2 separate regions of the Triticum aestivum genome follow, and region 2 is linked to region 1. A link is a contact called in public Hi-C data. All regions are on one chromosome and are shown on one strand. Each heading gives the region's core, a stretch centred on a gene start, on an enhancer-like site or on the middle of the called end of the contact. The rest is flanking DNA. Distances are from core to core; before and after follow the strand shown. Region 1 holds the start of LOC123043324. Region 2 holds the start of LOC123043344.

Evidence for each region. Hi-C and Micro-C count contacts between places; a contact is called where the count stands out from the background.
Region 2: a Hi-C map of leaf shows a contact between it and region 1, with 4 times the contacts expected there. The contact joins the promoter of LOC123043344 here to the promoter of LOC123043324 in region 1. A contact is called at or near these places in 2 of 5 Hi-C or Micro-C datasets (both in leaf).

The regions. Positions count from the first base shown.
Region 1 is chr1A:210,317,764-210,323,147 of IWGSC CS RefSeq v2.1, forward strand. It overlaps LOC123043324, which reads right to left and starts at 2,396. Exons shown (of 12, transcript XR_006419148.1): 1 at 2,088-2,396.
Region 2 is chr1A:210,794,388-210,799,771 of IWGSC CS RefSeq v2.1, forward strand. LOC123043344 reads left to right here and starts at 2,705. Exons shown (of 11, transcript XM_044465765.1): 1 at 2,705-5,014; 2 at 5,100-5,384.

The sequences.
Region 1 (5,384 bases), core at 1,146-3,645:
CCACCCTCTCGCATTCATCATTATTCCCCAGTTCCTCTTATTCTCATCCACCTTCTGCTCCCTTCAGCTTCCGAGCCACCGCCACCCCAAGCCCCGTTCTTCCTCTTACCATGCCCCTGCTTCTCTACTTACCCATGCGTCTCTGCTCCTCTTTATATTCCGCTTCTTCTCCAACCCTGGCTTGATTCCTCTATGAAGATTCGGCATTTTATCCATTGAGCACTCAAATGTTTTATTAGTGATGGGCTTCTTCTAGTTTTGCAGAAATGGCAAGTTGTCCCCTGCTCCGATGGACAAACACGTTATCTTTCAAAAAGAAAAACACAATCGCTACAACCAACAAATGTTCTCTTCATGCCACTCAAACCAAAAGGCACACACCCAGTTAGACAACCGATGAATAAACACCAATATTGATTCACAGCTACTCCAAATTATATCATCACTAAAGTAGAGGTCTACAAACTTGACCAAAAGTTTCAAATGGGAAAATGATCCAGAGCTAGTCTGAATAGAACATCAACTAAAATAAGCACATGCCTATAAATGGTAAATGACCCCTTTGGGCAGCAATGATTTAAAGACAACCCTAAATTAAAGCTATTTACAACAGGAGTGCCTTCAGCTAAAGGCATCCAACAAATCCAAAAAATCTATCCAACTCCTAACAGTTAACCAGTAGCACAAATGACTCTCCAAACCTTCTATCTGACATAAATAGCTTGATGACTACTACAATGTTACAGGAATATCAAACTTGATATTCAAAAGTCCACTTCAAACAGAATAGAGGATGTGTGCCTCCAATGAAGTCAGAAGGTTAAGTATTAACTATTATTAAAAGTTACCCAAGGAGGAATTTAATTTACAGACTACAAAAATATCCCTTTATTACAAAATTGACCAAGGCGCAACTATGATTCACTTACAGCATCTACAATGCTAGACGCCTGGACAGACACTTAGGGGGAATAAATAAATATCATAAACTTTAAAACGCACCGCCTTACCTTTCAACGGCAGACGCTGATTTATATGCGCTAATTACGCAACTAGGCACTTCGTGCGGAAAAGAAACGAGCCAAGCGCTTGGTGCATGCTTTTGCGTCGATGCTACTTAGAACACCAGGATTTAACAGAGCACAACCACTAAACAGGCAGGAAATCAATCCTAGCACCAGCCTCTAGCACCTGGCGTTGTAGATGCCATTATACTCTGAATTAAATGTTACAACAGAAGAAGTACGCATACGACAAAATCCCACCCAAATCAGTACAAAATCATACATGTCATCTAAGAAACAATGGGTTCTAACTAACAACCAACAAAACATGATGTTCCAGTAGCAGTGTAACAAATCTGCCAATTCTACTCACCAAAAAGTCAAAAACTAGGTTGACAATTAACTACAGCGTAGCAACTGTACAAATTAGATGAACAATCCACTATTCAAACAAAAAGCAAATGAATCTAACACGTGCCCTCTATTATTTGACTAAACAGATGATGAACTAATAAAAACTGAAGAAGCAAGAGCAACTAATGGTGGGGGTAAACAATGTACCTCCAAACCCCTATGTCGAGTGCTAGAAATCAATTAGCAAGAGGAAAGTTAATATACGGCAGCACAAATAAAGATCGTGTACCCTCTTCCATTCATTGCTACCACTAGCATGGCATAGCCTGCTTCTGTTTGCTCGATCTACCAGGATAGGGTATTTATCGCCCCGTCTTAAATCAGGAAATCCCATGGAAATTTTTCCAAATTCCATAAACGTCCCTTGGAAGCCGTCGCTAGATTTGGCGAATCCCCCGTACCCTGATCCCCATTCCGTTTCGAGATTCGGCAAACTCACATCGCACAGTTAATGTCCGAATTAGGCAGCAGCCCATGCCCCGCCTGCCTAACTTGGAGAGAGATGGGAGGAAAAAAAGGCTCGTCCCACCCACGCGCATCCATCCCATCCTAGGGTTTCGTCATTCGACCGCCGCCCCGTTCAATTCGTATCGAAACCGCGTGACGGCGGGTCCTAGGGTTCGTAGCAGGCAAGCAGGAAGAGTCGTGAGTTGGCGGGGATCTCCGTACCAGGCGATCGTTGTCGGCGTCGGCGTCGGCGGTGGAGGGCAGATCCGTCTCTGTTTGACTAGGGTTCCCTTCCACCCTCTCCTGTATGCCCCCGCCTCCCTCCTCGATGCGTATGCGTGCGTGTTCTTCTCCAAGAAAAGAATTCTTTTCCTTTTTGGTTTGGTGGCCTCGGACTCGGCCCCTCTCTCGCCTCACGAGCGGTCTGTGTGCAGGTGACGAGACTACTAGAGCTTTCGCTTCCTTTCTTTCTTCTCGACGAGAGAGAGAGAGGAGAGAGGGGGTGGGTGTGAGGTCCAGATGTGAGGGAAGAGGCGATGGGTGGAGGCTTATTTATAACCCACCGGGGGCCAGGCCCAACAGCCTCCGGCTACGCGGACCAAACCGTATAGCCCCAACCACGTTATATGCCCCTGCCTTGTGGAACCCGGCTGTGGGTCCGCTTGCTGCGTAACCCGATGAAAGGGGTGGTGGGCCCGGGTCGCGCGTGGGGGTGTGCGTTCGCTCGCATCTCGGGCGGATGCAGTCGCATCGCAGGCACCAGGTTGGAACCGAACTCGTCCGTTCTCTTCGACTAGCTGGAGTAACTTTGGCACTAACATTAAGTTCAACTTAACAAATTTGTTTATGGGCAATACGTTAATGAAGAGAGGTGTACTTTGAATAATTTAGCTAGTTACTATAACATCACATGTCCTAATGCAATATGAGTCTATGACCTAATAAATAAGGCTTTGCATTTTACCATACTTATATTACTACTCACTATGAAGGTAGTAATATAGTCCAGGGAAATGTGTATGTTAGTATGTTACTCTTCATTGTGGCTAGTCTTCTCACTCATCTCACGCCAACTTAAGACCGCATTTAGTCCGCCTCTGTTCATTTGGCTCGAGACAAATAAATAACATGGCCCAATGCGTGAATTGAATGTAAAATCTGCCCGGCGCTTGTCCATTTGGACTTATTTCTGACCCAAATTTAGGTTGATTTTGTTCAAGCGGACACTCGACGGACGAGCGCTTGTCCTCTCGGTGTTTGACCTCAGTCCCGCGTGGCAACCGACTAACCACCTTCCACCCCAAACTCGTGGATGGGGCCCACATGTCCGCCCTCACGCGTCCTTTTAATGTCTACCCCATGGACCGATTAGTGCACTTCCACACACTTCTTTGCCCTCACGCGTCTGACAAGACCTAGACTGGGCCACCGGCCATGATGGGGATATGGAAGTGGATCCCGGGGGCGTCCATCAAGCACGACGTTCAAGCCGGCTCTTATTCTGCCCCATCAGGATCGAGGAGCACCGGCGGGTTCTCTATCTCGCCGCCCATCGTCGCGCCGCGGTAGAGGCCATACGTGAAGGTGGAGGTGTGCCAACGCCACGGGGACACGGCCACCTAGCTCCCATGGCCCGACACGCATGTGCCAAATGGGTGGCATCTCAGCCTTGATCGGGTGTCTGTGGCGGCCATCCCGACGAGCGGCCGTGCCCGTCCACTTGAGATCAACCGCCGACGAGCGCAGCTGCATCCAGACCTTCTTCATGACCCCAAGTTCACCGTCAAGTCCCCGATGTGGGTCACGTGGTTCCGGGACAAGCATGACGTGCAGCGGCAAACTTTCTTTGGCGCCCGTGCTCCGAGCCCACCGAGGCCACAGGTACGCGCTCGCCGTCCCGCCGCCGCCACCGGCCCTAAGCGCCCAAGAGTGGGAGCTCATGAAGAAGGTGCTCGAGGATTCAGTCCGCGAGTACGAACACATCCAGTGGAAGGGCCTCGACGTGTAGCACGCCTTGTCGGCCGCAGGCGATGTGGTCGTCCCAAAGCCAGAGGGCGGCGGCGTGCTGGAGCCGATGGCGGTGATTGATATGTCTCCGTCGTAACTATAACTTTTTATTGTTTCATGCCAATATTCTACAACTTTCATATACTTTTGGCAACTTTTTATACTATTTTTTGGACTAACATATTGATCTAGTGCCCAGTGCCAGTTCCCGTTTGTTGCATGTTTTTTGTTTCGCAGAATATTCATACCAAACGAAGTCCAAACGCGATAAAAACATACGGATATTTTTTGAAATATATGTGATTTTTGGAAATTGGAATCTACGCGAGACAATGCCCGAGGGGCCCACAAGCCCTGGAGGCACGCCTCCCCTCCCCAGGGCGCGCCTAGGGGGCTTGTGGCTATCCCGTAAGGCGGTTGGTGCCCTTCTTTCGCCACAAAAAAGATGATATCCGGATAAAAATCATGTTAAAATTCCAGCCCAATCGAAGTTACGAATCTCTAGGAATTTAAGAAACGGTGAAAGGGCAGAAAACAAGAGCGCATAAACAGAAGGAAACAAAGAGAGAGAGATCCAATCTCGGAGGGGCTCCCATCCCTCCGCAACCATGGAGGCCATGAACCAGAGGGAAAACCCTCCTCCCATCTAGGGGGGTCAAGAAAGAAGAAGAGGGAAGGGCTCTCTCCCCCTCTCTCCCGGTGCGCCGGAACGCCGACGAGGCCATCGTGCCGGCGATCTACACCAATAACTTCATCGTCGTCATCACCAACACTCTCCCCCTCTATGCAGTGGTGTAACACATCTTCTCATCGCTGTAATCTCTACTTAAACATGGTGCTCAATGCTATATGTTATTTCACAATGATGTATGGCTATCCTATGATGTTTGAGTAGATCTGTTTTGTCCTATGGGTTGATTGATGATTGTGATTGGTTTGAGTTGCATGTTTTATTATTGGTGTTGTCCTATGGTGCTCTCCGTGTCGTGCAAGCATGAGGGATCCCTACTGTAGGGTTTGAAATATGCTCATGGTTTCGCTTATGGTGGGTTGCTAGAGTGACAGAAGCTTAAACCCGAGTAAGTAGGTTGTTTGCGTATGGGAGTAAAGAGGACTTGATACTTTAATGTTATGGTTGGGTTTTACCTTAATGACCTTTAGTAGTTGTGGATGCTTGGTAGAGTTCCAATCACAAGTGCATATGATCCAAGTAGAGAAAGTATGTTAGCTTATGCCCCTCCCTCATATAAAATTGCAATAATGATTACCAGTCTAGTTATCGATTGTCTAGGGACAAGTAACTTTCTTATGACAAAAAGCTCTCTACTAAAACTAACTTAATTGTTTTTTTATCTAAATAGCCCCTGGCTTATATTTACGTGTTCTTTATTATCTTGCAAACCTACTCTATCACACCTACAAAGTACTTCTAGTTTCATACTTGTTCTAGGTAAAGCAAACGTAAAGCATGTGTAGAGTTGTATCGGTGATCGATAGAACTTGACAGGATAT
Region 2 (5,384 bases), core at 1,455-3,954, 480 kb after region 1:
GTCCTTAATCCCGGAGCACAACTTTCGATGATGAGCTAAGCTTACGTTGATCTTTCTCGTCATATCATTTCACCTTGTACATCAAGCTTGATTTCGAGTTTGTGTCATACCCGTGGTTCCAATAACCTTTTGCTTCATCATTTCTTTGACTTGATGTCATCGCTGATTGATTACATCTTCATGAATCTCTCGACAAATGTGTCATGATCATCATCAACATTCTGAAATCTTCCAGGATATCAATCGAATTCATAATGATAAATACCATCCTTGCCCTCGAAGATTTGTATTATCACCGACCACTTTATTGCCTTCCGTTCAACACAAACTTGTTCGTGTTTTGTGTATACCTTGAGTTCCTTGCTATCCAGTTTGTATTGTGTTCTACCTTGAAGTATTGCCATCTTTTATGTCAAGGATGTCTTGGAATTTCACCGCCTCTTGAGAATTCTTGATAAAAGTGATACTTATCACCATCACCATTCTTTCTTGGTCCCCATGTTGATTCTAACCAGGATACCAAGAAGTGAACGGTGCTCCTTGGATTCTGTACTTCTAGCAACCCTATTGCTTTGAAGTTAATGGTTAACAGTTCATTGTTAGACTATTAGTTATTGAACGACCATTCTAACATTGATCATGCTAACTAAGCCCATATCTCGGGTGCACCTTTCAACCAATGTTTAATTGTGTATGTTTTTTCTCAAGCATACATCATTATATCATTTGATCTGACAAAAGTTATCTCCTTGTTCATATAATTGTGGAAATCCATCTTTTTGGAAAATCTCAATGAATTTTTGATGAGTCCATCAGCCACCTCCTCGTCCCCTCCTTGGTTTAATGATGAACTCTTTTGTGGAACTCGCTTCCATAGTTCATTTCCCGAGGATCTTACAATGTCATATCATCAATTTGTGTTGCACCTTTTCTTCTCGGGCATCATGAGCCTGAGGTATCCTAACACCGATCAGATCTGAATCTCGATCAGATATGATGGTTGAAACATATTTCCAAGAGTTATAACATTGGTCTTTATATGACCCGGTAAGGTGATGTCATGCCTAGCACACCTGGCCGAAGAACCTATTATTATAGTTTCCCTTTTAGCAAGGTTAACCATTCTTCCATGAGGAAAGTATAAGACTTATTCTATGAGTGTTCCCGATGGATCCTTTGTGTATGCAAAGTCTGACCTTTGCTTGAAGACCATGTCAATGCTATCCCGAAGCATGTCAATGGTACTACGATTTTTGATAAGAACATTTGAAGCACAATGCTAAAAAAATCTTTGTTAATTATCTGAACACCGTTGTATTGGTAATGCCATGAAATTTCTCTCCCCTTTCCTAAAGGGTTTTCTATGTTATATCTTGTCATGGATATCATGGTCTGCTTCTCCTTGGGAAGGATATACCCCTGAAATACGTGTTTAAACACATTTTCCTTTCCATTGTTCTGTTTAATTTGATAATCATATTATCCTTTCCATTGTTTGGTTTAAACTTTCTTGAGGTCTATATGATCTAAGCAGTAATATTCTCCTGCTTATGTAAACACCTCGGTGTACAGTTCTGTCAGTAAGACCCTGTTACTATTGTTGATGACATACCGATAACCACCGATGGACGAGAACTTGGCTTCATATGTGATTCATGAGGCACCTTCCTAGTGATCTGTTCCGGTATCAGATGCAATACTTAATCTTGATGCTTTGAACCCCTTCCACACTCTTTTTCAGGCATCGAACATTTCCCCGCCTGCTTGAAACTTCCCATGACCTCCTTACTTTGCTCTCGATATTTTCTTAAGTTTCATTTCGAGAGTTACTTTCTGCCACCTTCACCGATGTTATCGACCAGATAGACAACCTTGCAGAGGTTCGTTCTCCCAAAATACCCATCCTTTATTCTTGTGTAAGTACGATAGAGTTCCCAAAGAAAGGATGTCGACTTCGTCATGATGGCCTAAAACAGAGGAATGAAGACGTCAATGTAATGGATCGATCTCTTTGAGAAGACCCGTTAGAATTTCGTAACCAAATCCATTCCCCCTTACTCCCGCTCCTAAATCTCGGGACGAGATTTCTTGTAGTGGAGGAGATTTGTAACACCCTGATAATTAAATTAATCTACAGTAACCTCACCCTAATGTGCCAAGCCATCACAATTAATTTTCTAAACCTCACTTTGATCCAAACCTGATTCAAATTCAAATTTAAATTAAAGTCAAAATAATTAAAGTTTTCAAATGGCAAAACAAAAATGTGGGTTGGGTTGCAAATTTTCACTAACAATTTTTCATGAAAGGATCAACATTTTTCAGAATGATAAAATGCCCCTAAGCTATTTGTAACTGACCCATAAAGCTTTTAACTGAACCATCTCAATTTAAATAAATATGTAAACAAGTCAAAATTATTTTAACTTGTTGGCTAGCCCAAGATGTTGCCAAGGATTTATGTGTTACTTTGCACATTTAGTTAAAACTGTTTAGTACCTAAAACTAAATACAAGTTAGCAAACAAAAAATAAAGAAAACATAAACTACTGGGTGCTCTGGCCCATGTGGTTGGGGAGGCCCAGCCCAGCTGCCCTCTTCCCACCTCCTGTTCACACGAGGGCGTGGAGGCCATCCATGGCGCCCCGGCCAGGTGTCGGACATCCACGCCTCCTCCCTCTCCTACAAGACCCCCTGCCTCTCTTTCTCCCATCTTGGAACCCTAGATCTCTTCTCCCTTGCGCCACCATATCTCTCCCCTCGCCCTCCCTGCCCTGCCCGAGCACATCGAAGCCATGGCCACCGTTGTCTGCGTGCCCACCGTCGTCCCCATCGCCTAGGCCTGCGCCAGGAGCACCACCGGAGGCCGCCGCTTCTTCTTTGCCCACCAGGCCAAGCCGGAGAGCCCTCACGGTGCCGGATCCATCGCCTTCCACTCCGCCACGGCCGCCACACTTCATCGGTCGATCCGCTGACCTCGCCCACCTTCGGCCTCACCGAGACGCCTGCGACACTCTCTATGAGCCCCCGGTCCCTCGCGACCTCTCCCCTCTCTTCCTCGTGTCCCGTAGAGGCACGCCCGATCTAGTCTGATCTCCGCCGCCGCCAGGGTTCGTCGTCGGCGCCCCTGCCAACCGCCACAACATCTGTTGCCCTATTGCAGCCGCCCACTGCGGCCTGCCGTGCTGCCCGACTCAGCCTCGCGCCCCCTCCTGACCAAGCCCACCTCCGCCTCACGCCCACGGCCACGACCAACGGCGCCCGACCACGCTCCCTGCACGCCATGCCTACTACTTTGTCGCTGCTGCTGTTGCCTGCTTCCTACTGCTACTTCTTGCTACTGTTGCCGTTGTTGGCTGCTCCTCATGCGGCTGCCACTGCTATCTATTGCTTTTGCTAGCTGCTGAGCTGCTAGTCTGCTCCTTTCCCTGCCTGTTGCTGCTGCCTTGCGGCTCGACTGCTATTTTAACTGATGCTGCTGCGGCGCCCAGCCGCACTCGCCGCTGCTTGCCGGCCCACGGCCTTCTACGCGTGCTTGTTGTGCTGCACTTCGGCCATAGCCGGCCAGACATGCGTGCACACAAAGCATCCGGCGCTCCTACGCATGCCTTGCATGCTCATGTGCGTGCTTGCAGCCTGCCAACATCGATTTGTTTAGTGTTAGGTAAACTTGGTTGGCCCAATGACATGTACCTCACTTTAATTCTACACTAGTTTAATTTTTGTGCCAATGACAAGTGGGCCACCACCTCTAGTTTTGACCAGTCATTTTGACTGTGTTGACCAGCCCCCTGGGTCCCGTTGTCATACACATGGGCTAGGTAGCACTATGTAACAAAAGTATTTTATTGTCTTATTTTTGAATTAAAATAAATTCATAAAATGATTAAAACTTTAGAAAATCATATAAAATAAACCGTAGCTTAGATCGAAATAATTTATATATGAAAGTTGCTCAGAAAAATATGAAGAATCCGAAATGCCACGAACATGCAACCATCCCCCTTCTGTTCGTCTGTCCGAAAATGCCGAATATCAGGAATACTTTCCCGGATGTTTCCCTCCTTCGCCGGTATCACCTATCCCTGCGTTAGATCATCCCTGGCACCGCGTATTGCCTTGTTATATTTTGCGATGCCTTGTTTGCTCCGTATTTACTGTTTCTTCCCCCTCTTCTCTGGTAGACCCTGAGACCGGTGCTGATGCCACTGAGTACGACTATATCAACGATGACCCGTCTTTCCTTGCCAGAGCAACCCGGCAATCCCCCCTTTGATCAACCATATATCGCCCACTCTCTTCTCCCTTATTCTTGCATTAGGTTTGCTACTGTTATTGATTTCAATGCTCCTATTCTATTGCATAGCTTGTCATTGTTGTGAAAATGCCTAGGAGCTCTCGGCGACTCCCCCCACTGTAATCCATCCCATCCACCGGCATTGGTATTCGCACTCACTATATTAGCTCCGCCGTATTCACATCATTTAACGTGTACTATTCATTTCTAAAGTACGGTATATAAACTGAACAGTGCAATGCGCTTTCTCCTTTGTCCAGGCAATTTCACATCATCTTGTCCTTCTCCCCACTCGCCCGCCAACTCCCAACCACCCATCTGGATTTAATGCTCACGCTTCACAATCTCCTGCAACGGCTCAATCCAAAGCTACAACGGTCATCGACTCAATCCAAAGCTACAACGGTCATCTCCCTCCTCTCGTCAGATATAAAATGCTTGCAGCTAGCAGCTTCCTCACTACTCCATATCATACCGTCAAGAACATTTCATACCACCCATTCAGAACAGCTTCCTCCCTTGTACATGGTTCTCATTGCCATGTCTAGCTCAACCCATCCCATGTCAAGCTCCAGCTCCCCCCTTGTTTCTCTTGAGGAGCAGCCACCACTTCCACTCATGATCTGCCCTTTCTGCAACAATGGTATGGTTTAGTGGTGGGTCTCTCGCACGTCAAACAATCCAGGCAAGCACTTTTACAAGTGCGAGCACGAGTGGGTATGTCCTAATTCTTTTTCCACTATCTCTGTACTATCCTGTTCTATCCTGTAACCATCTTCCTTTTTTCTTCCGATTTTGCCAGACTCACAAATGCAACTTTTGGAAATGGGAAGAGAACTACATCAACATCATATGAGCCAAGTGGCCGAGGCTGTTCACCGTCCCTTCCCGCGAAGACAGGAAATTCCACCGCATCATCTTCGTTCTCCTTCTGGTCAATCTGCTCGCTCTGCTCTTTGTATGCTGCAAGGTCGCATGAAGCCGGCGGGAGCTCTCCCGACTAGTGCATGTCCATCAAGTTCAAGCCGCTCTTTATTGAATAAATTTGTTTATCTGTATTGTCTGTAACCAGCTACCATCCACTTGC